Regions from separate parts of the Pan troglodytes genome. Here region 1 is linked to region 2. The links are chromatin contacts, called in public Hi-C maps. All regions are on one chromosome and are shown on one strand. Each heading gives the region's core, a stretch centred on a gene start, on an enhancer-like site or on the middle of the called end of the contact. The rest is flanking DNA. Distances are from core to core; before and after follow the strand shown. Region 1 overlaps NEDD4L (NEDD4 like E3 ubiquitin protein ligase). Region 2 holds the start of NEDD4L (NEDD4 like E3 ubiquitin protein ligase).

Region 1 (2,983 bases), core at 109-2,608, 74 kb before region 2:
ACAAATGTATACAGGTGCCCACACCTCCCCCACCTCCCCCATTGCTCTGGCCCTTAGGAAAGTGAGCAGGCAACTGGACTTTGGCAAAGCCCTCCCAGGCTTCCACTCCCCATGCCCCATGAGAATGACTGGAACAGAAGGGAAAGATAGGGACAAAGGGAAGGTGGGGCATGAGGGGTAAGGTTGGAGAGGGCAGACTGCAGAGCCTGAGAGCTTAGAGGTGAAGTGTTTTCAATGAAGACTGGCTTGGATTAAAGAGAAGGAAACATTATTGGATTTACTTCGCTGACAAAAGATGAGGACAGTGTATTAGCAAGCACAGCCACAGGGCTATCAAGAGCCTTTGGGATGACCCCGGGGCCTGGGTAAGAACAAAATCCAAGACCCAGAAAGGTAGTAGCAGGTGGTGTGAGCTGAGGTTAGGACCTTCAAGAGAAACCCAGTTCAGCTTGGGGGGCTGAAGAGGATCTGGAATCAGCGCCCACCCAGGGAACAAGAAATGTCAGCACTGAGTGTGATGTCAGCTCCCCTACCCCCAGGACACAGGGGCCTTCACAGGAGAGTGGGAGAAAGTGTGTCCTTCCTCAGCTGGGAGATGAAGAAATCAGATGGGCTTCTCTTCGCTCTAGTGATTTGGTAAGTATTTCAGGACATCTTCAAAGATTCAGTGCAAAAGATTTGGCAACACCACCCCCACCACCCCGCCACACACACACAGACACATACATACACACAAACAACAACAAAACAAAAAAGAAGAAAAGGGAGGATGAACAAGAGGAGGAATACAGGTTCCTAGAGTGGCGAGCACTGAAAAGCAGCAGCGCAGTTCTTTAAGATTTTTATTTTAATAAATAGGATTTTGTAAACAAATTGTTTTAACACACTCATTGATGAAGCAGAGCTTCTAGTTATATCCATAAAAGAGATGAGAAAATAGGAAAAGCCACAAGTCTGCTTCACCAATTTCAGTTTCCATTTTTATCTACTCAAAAATGTTCAGACCACAAATTCTGCATCCACAGCCTCACGTCACAGGCATCATAAGCACCTGACAAGTGCTTACTGCGCAAGCAGCGCCTTACCAGAATCCGGCAGGATATGTAAGAGCATGTGCATCTTGATAACCATGTGTTCACAAAGAGATCTGTGTGTTCACTGACACAGCAGATGTGAATTCTGAGTCATACACAGGTTAAGGTTCACTCTAACAACTTGGCAATGCCAGCCGAACTTCTGAGGCTATTGCATGAAGGAAAAGGGAAGGGAGCTAGTTAAGTCATCTTGAGGGGACAAAGAAATGTGGAGTGGTGCAGTCTCCAGTGTCAAGTCCATTCTTTCTGCTGGGCTGTCATTCACACTAAGCATACTGGAGCAGCTGTTCTAAAAAATGAAAGCAATGCCTGAATAAAGCAGAGCCAGCCACTATCCAGAGGTTAGGAGAGGGGAAGCTTCTCCTGGCAGCACTGACAAGGAAGACAGGAAACATTCTATACACTCCATGTCATGGAGTATATAGGTGTGTGGTGTGACTACAAAGACACTGTGGCAGCTGCTGATGAAGGAGTCCAGGCTGATAAGCGATTCCAGAACACAAGTGCCAGAAAGAGAGACTCCAGAGAGGCCCAGAAACCAGGCTGGGGGCAGGAAAGGACTTCAGAATAGCCTGGGTACATTTTTCAACACAAATGTATACAGGTGCCCACACCTCCCCCTATTGCTCTGGCCCTGTCAGGGTAACCGTGAGCCACGTTTGCTACATTTCGAACAATCCCAGGGAAACTGGTTCAAAGACAACTGTGAAGCGATGAGTATGGTTTTCATACATACAGACCTCTGGTCTCATTAGCTTATAATTTTACCTTTTCCACTATAATGCAGTTCCCCAATAAAGAATAAAAAATGGCTGACTGCTTCCCATTTATTCCCGTAAATAAAGATTAACACACAGAAGCAATGTGGCTGACATCCAAACTCAAAAGTGTACACAAATCAAATTCGAATATGATAAAAAGTAAATTGATTGTGTATTATCTCGAACATAAATTATTCTGGATGGTAATGAGGATGAACTGTTTTTCCTGCTCCAAGGCAACTGGGCCTGGAGGTATTCTACTTCTTCAATAATATATGTGCTGATTTACATTAGTGTCTGGAACCATGACCTTAAATGAATCTGTAAAAAACAAAGCACTTGAGCAAAGAGGCGGTTCTGCAAATGCTCCAGAAGAGGAAAATCTGTCTGAAAATTTTTAGTTCATTCCTCAACTGTTTACTAAGCACTTGCTTTCTCCCAGGTATGTTAAGAGCTGCTGCTTTCTTACTCCTGAAATTCCCTTCTAGATGGAAGAAGCTCTGTCCAGCATATTCCTCCTGCCTCTCCCACCCTCACACACTCCAACCAGGGTAAGAAAGAAGGGCCAGTGTTGGCAGGAGTTTGGGTAAAGAACTGGCTGTGCCAAGCCAAGCCCCCGCTCCTTGCTGTATTGTATCCTTCACAAGGAGATCAGTCCAAAGGATGGACCATCAGTGTGAAGAGCAGCTCAAGCCCATGCTGGCACTCACCGGGGTGGGCATGGGGGATAAGTCTGCCTAATTCCATGTTCTGTGTTAGGAAGCCCACTGGCCTGGACATAGAAGCCACATTCCTCTATGTTAAGCCTTTGCCCTAACAAAGATGATGCTCTGGTCTCCCTCTGCAAATGCTTTTGTTATTTCTCTGGTGAACTGTACTTACTGGACCCCCTTGAGTCCCTTGAGCCTAGAACTGTGCTACTATTGTATAGGGCAGTACAGTTTACAACCCATGAGCTGGCCCCAAATTTAGGCTGCATTAGACGCACCTGAAGGGGTTATTTTAAATTGCAAATTCCTAAGACCCAGGCCATAAATTCTGATGCAGCAGATCTGCAGAGGGCTGACATCTGCACCTGGAAGAACCGCAGCTAAACCAAAACCACATTATGAGAAGGCATGGAAAAAA
Region 2 (3,340 bases), core at 729-3,228:
AAAGCACAGCGAGGCAAAATAAACACACAAATCACACATTATTTGCACTGTGATCATTCTTTGATCAAATAAATACATCAAGCTTTGCCTAGCACCGCTAAGAAAAAAATTCATACCCCAAACACCCTTCCCACCCCAAAATACCTTTCATTCCACACTTACGTAGCACACAGGCACACACACACACCATGCCAGGGTAGGAGAGCCGCAGAAAGCGGAGCCATAACGCGAGCTTGTCTCAGATAATAGCCTTTCTTCCGACCCCACCCCCAACACGAGAGAAAGAGGGAACCTCTGAAAAGAAAGGAGGGAGGGGAAGAAAGAGAAATCGAGAACGCCTGAATTTCCAGGCATCAACTTTTCATGAAATGCACAACCAGGATAGGAAATACCTCCCTGCTGAGTAATGCTTCTTGGGTTGTAAATTCACCTCTCGAAAGGGGAGCCAGACCTGAGTGCGCACCCCGCCAGATGGCAAACCACTCCTACCTGCTCCATCCAGCCTGCCTGTCACGCCGCGCCCGCGACAAGCGTCCCACCCCCCTTTTTGGCAGAGCAACATACCAATAAGAGCCGAGCGTGGCTGGTCGAGAGAGGACTAGGCAGTGATTTAGCAGGATTGTTTCAAAAGGGGGGAGTGGGAGACACGGAAGAGAGAGTGAAGGTAAAAACAAAGCCCTTTCCAGTGAAACCGACCGCCCGGGAGGCGTGGCTTATTCATTCGCTTTATTAATAAAAGAGATCAATTAAGCTTTCCTCTCCCCACCCACCCCGGAGGTGCCGGGCTTTGAATCCTCGGGAGGAAAAAATGGCAGGGCTGCAAGCTTCCTCCCCAAGTTTCCAGGAGCACCTGCCACCAGCCTTGAACACCTCCCCCACCGAGGCTCCGAAATCCACAATCCTGGCCGTAGACTTTGCAAAACGAGGGGAGGGACACACGCAGCGTGTCCCCCATTCCCGCCGGGATAAGCACGCACAGGCTTCTGAGCGCCTGCTGATCCACACAATCATGAGAGAGAAAGTTCCAGGGGGAAACGATCCGGCTTCTCCGCAGTCCCGGGTCTCCAGCCGCGCGACCCAGACGTGACATGCATCATGGACTCCCGGGCTGCAGGGGCGAGAGGCGGAAAGTTGCCCAACAGCCCCGGGAGACGCTGCTTGGAGAGGAAGAGGCAAGAGAGGCACGCATGCCCCCTCCCTCTCCTCCCAAAAGCGAGGAGCTGCGGAGTGAACCCCCAGCTCCAAGGGCGTCGCGCCGCTTTATTTACAAACAATGAGCTCGGCTTGCGGAGGGTGGAGGGTGCGGAAGGACCCAAGCTCCCCTGGATCCCGCTCCGGGGCGCTCCCGCTTTGGGGCTCCCCTGCAGACGCTGGGCACGAGCACCCCGGGGACGGCCCCTTTCCCCTCCCCCTGCCGGCGCGGGATAGGAACTCCCCGGGGAGTCCCGAGCAGGAAGGGGGTGCCACTCACCTCGTCTTCGGAAAGTCCATAGACCGGCTCCCCGAGCCCGGTCGCCATGGAGCCGGCGCCCCGCGCGGGGTCTGAGGCGCTCCCAGCGGCTGTGCTGCGGCGCGGACGGCCGGTTCTCCCCTCTGCCTCCAGGTCCCCCCGGTCCCGCACCCTACCCTGCGCACGCCCTGCCGGGTAAGCGGCCGGGCGCCGGCAGGTGAGGGTGCCCGAGAGCGCGCCCCGGACGCTGCCGGCACCGCTTCCTCCCGGAAGGCTGCGGGACCAGCGGGCGGGCGGCTCCCGAGAGCGCGCCGAGCACCGGGCGGCAGCCCCGGCGCCTCTCCCTGCGCGCGGCGGCGGCGCAGACCCGGCCGGGCTTTCCCTCCCCGCGACCCGCGCCTCCCTCCCGCCCCGCCGCTCTCCGCCCCTCTCCGAGCCTCCTCTGCGCTCCCGGGGACCCGGCTCGCCCGCCTCCTCGCTAGCTCCGTCCGGGCCCCCGCTCTCTCCGCCCCCTCCTCCGCCTCCTCCCACCGGCGCCGCGAGGGTACCCTCCCCGTTCGCCGGGGCGGGCGCACGCGCCCCCCAAGCCAATCACAGGCCGGGCTGGGGAGCGGGCCGCAGGCTGCGGGGGTGGCGGAGTTCAGCCCCACGCCCACCCCGGCCCGGGGCCTCCAGCGCGGCGCGGCGCGGCGGGGGTCACCCGGCCGCGGGGCGGATCCGCAGGGGCGTGTACTGGCGCGCTTGGCCGGCGCCGCCGACCCTCCCTCCTCTCCCGGGTTCCCTCCGCTTTAGGGAGGGGGCGGGCTGGACGTTTGGGGGCGATAGAGGATTTTGCGAACAATAACAAAAACGCCCTGAGCGTTTCTTCCTCCCGGTGGTCTTTTTACCGAGAGCTCTGAGCTCGCTGTTAACTGTGAAAAGGGGAAAAGATGGATGTTTCTAGACCCCTTTAAATTCTTTGCGGCCCCGACGAGCAGGACTTGTCTACATTGTCAGCTCCCGGGAGCGAGCCGCCCGGCCCGGCTGCCAGCCGAGGAGAGGCTGCCCCAGTGTGGCCGCAAGTCGCCATTGCCTGTGTCAATCTTGCAGGGAACAAAACCAACATAGCGCCCGCCCCGGTTACACACCCACCCACGCGAAAACAGACAGCATGGTTCTTCGAATAAAAAGCAGTTCATTTGTGAGCCGCAACGTGAAATATCAAACTCAAGCTTAAGGTTATCCTTTGCATATGCAAATGATCGAGACGTCTTATTAGCCACCGTAGCTAATAAGACCCACCTCCCAGCTACTGTTTCTCTAGCAAGCAGTTCATTTAATCCTTCCGATTTATAGGACTGCAAGAGAATACTTTAAATAAGTGAAAGAAATTCGTCAGTCGACTTTTTCGGAAGCCTTTCCTTAAATTTAGATGTTAAGTGCAGTTGGGAGTTCAAAAAGAAAACAGACGCAGAACATTCCATTTGCCTTTGAAAAGGAAACGTCAAAGTGCCTACTTGGGTATTACCAGGATGCATTTAGGATTTTCGTTCAAGGAAGTTAAGAGAGAACTCGCGTGACCCGAAAGAATCATATTCCTCGTTGCCAGCTACATAACTATCTGCTGTTCGTCCTGTTAGTTCGTTTTCATGCTACCTTAAGCTCTCCTTTGCCTCCCTGCAGCATGAGTGGCTTAAAACCTGTGCCGTAGAATGGGTTTCCTTTGACGACTTAGCCCCATGGAGTCAACATCCTACTCAGAAGCCTTCTCTAGAAGTCTTGAGCCATCAAGTCCACAGTACTTACAGGCCACAAAACCCCCGATGAGAACTATTTATGGAGGACTATTTAAAAGTCAGATTTCTGTCCATTCTTTCAATACTGAGGTTTTTCAACCCTTTCAAACCTCGA

Evidence for each region. A called contact is a pair of places that touch in the nucleus more often than the background predicts.
Region 1: a Hi-C map of stem cell-derived neural progenitor cells shows a contact between it and region 2, with 5 times the contacts expected there. The contact joins the enhancer-like site here to the promoter of NEDD4L in region 2. A contact is called at or near these places in 5 of 7 Hi-C or Micro-C datasets (blood, induced pluripotent stem cells, a lymphoblastoid cell line and 1 more), 1 of 1 datasets of contacts at active chromatin or transcription factors (stem cell-derived excitatory neurons) and 1 of 1 other capture datasets (stem cell-derived neural stem cells).

What each region holds. Positions count from the first base shown.
Region 1 is chr17:68,175,791-68,178,773 of NHGRI_mPanTro3-v2.0_pri, reverse strand. All of the region lies in intron 1 of NEDD4L (NEDD4 like E3 ubiquitin protein ligase), which reads right to left. Among named protein-coding and RNA genes, the nearest start is that of NEDD4L, 73 kb to the right of the region's middle. Within about 2 kb of position 1,358, at least 6 of the 24 cell types and tissues checked have an H3K27ac peak or open chromatin away from gene starts, as enhancers often do. A contact at or near this core is called in stem cell-derived neural progenitor cells and stem cell-derived neural stem cells, where this site is marked.
Region 2 is chr17:68,102,421-68,105,760 of NHGRI_mPanTro3-v2.0_pri, reverse strand. It overlaps NEDD4L (NEDD4 like E3 ubiquitin protein ligase), which reads right to left and starts at 1,978. Exons shown (of 31, transcript XM_001140979.7): 1 at 1,472-1,978. The coding sequence starts at 1,519.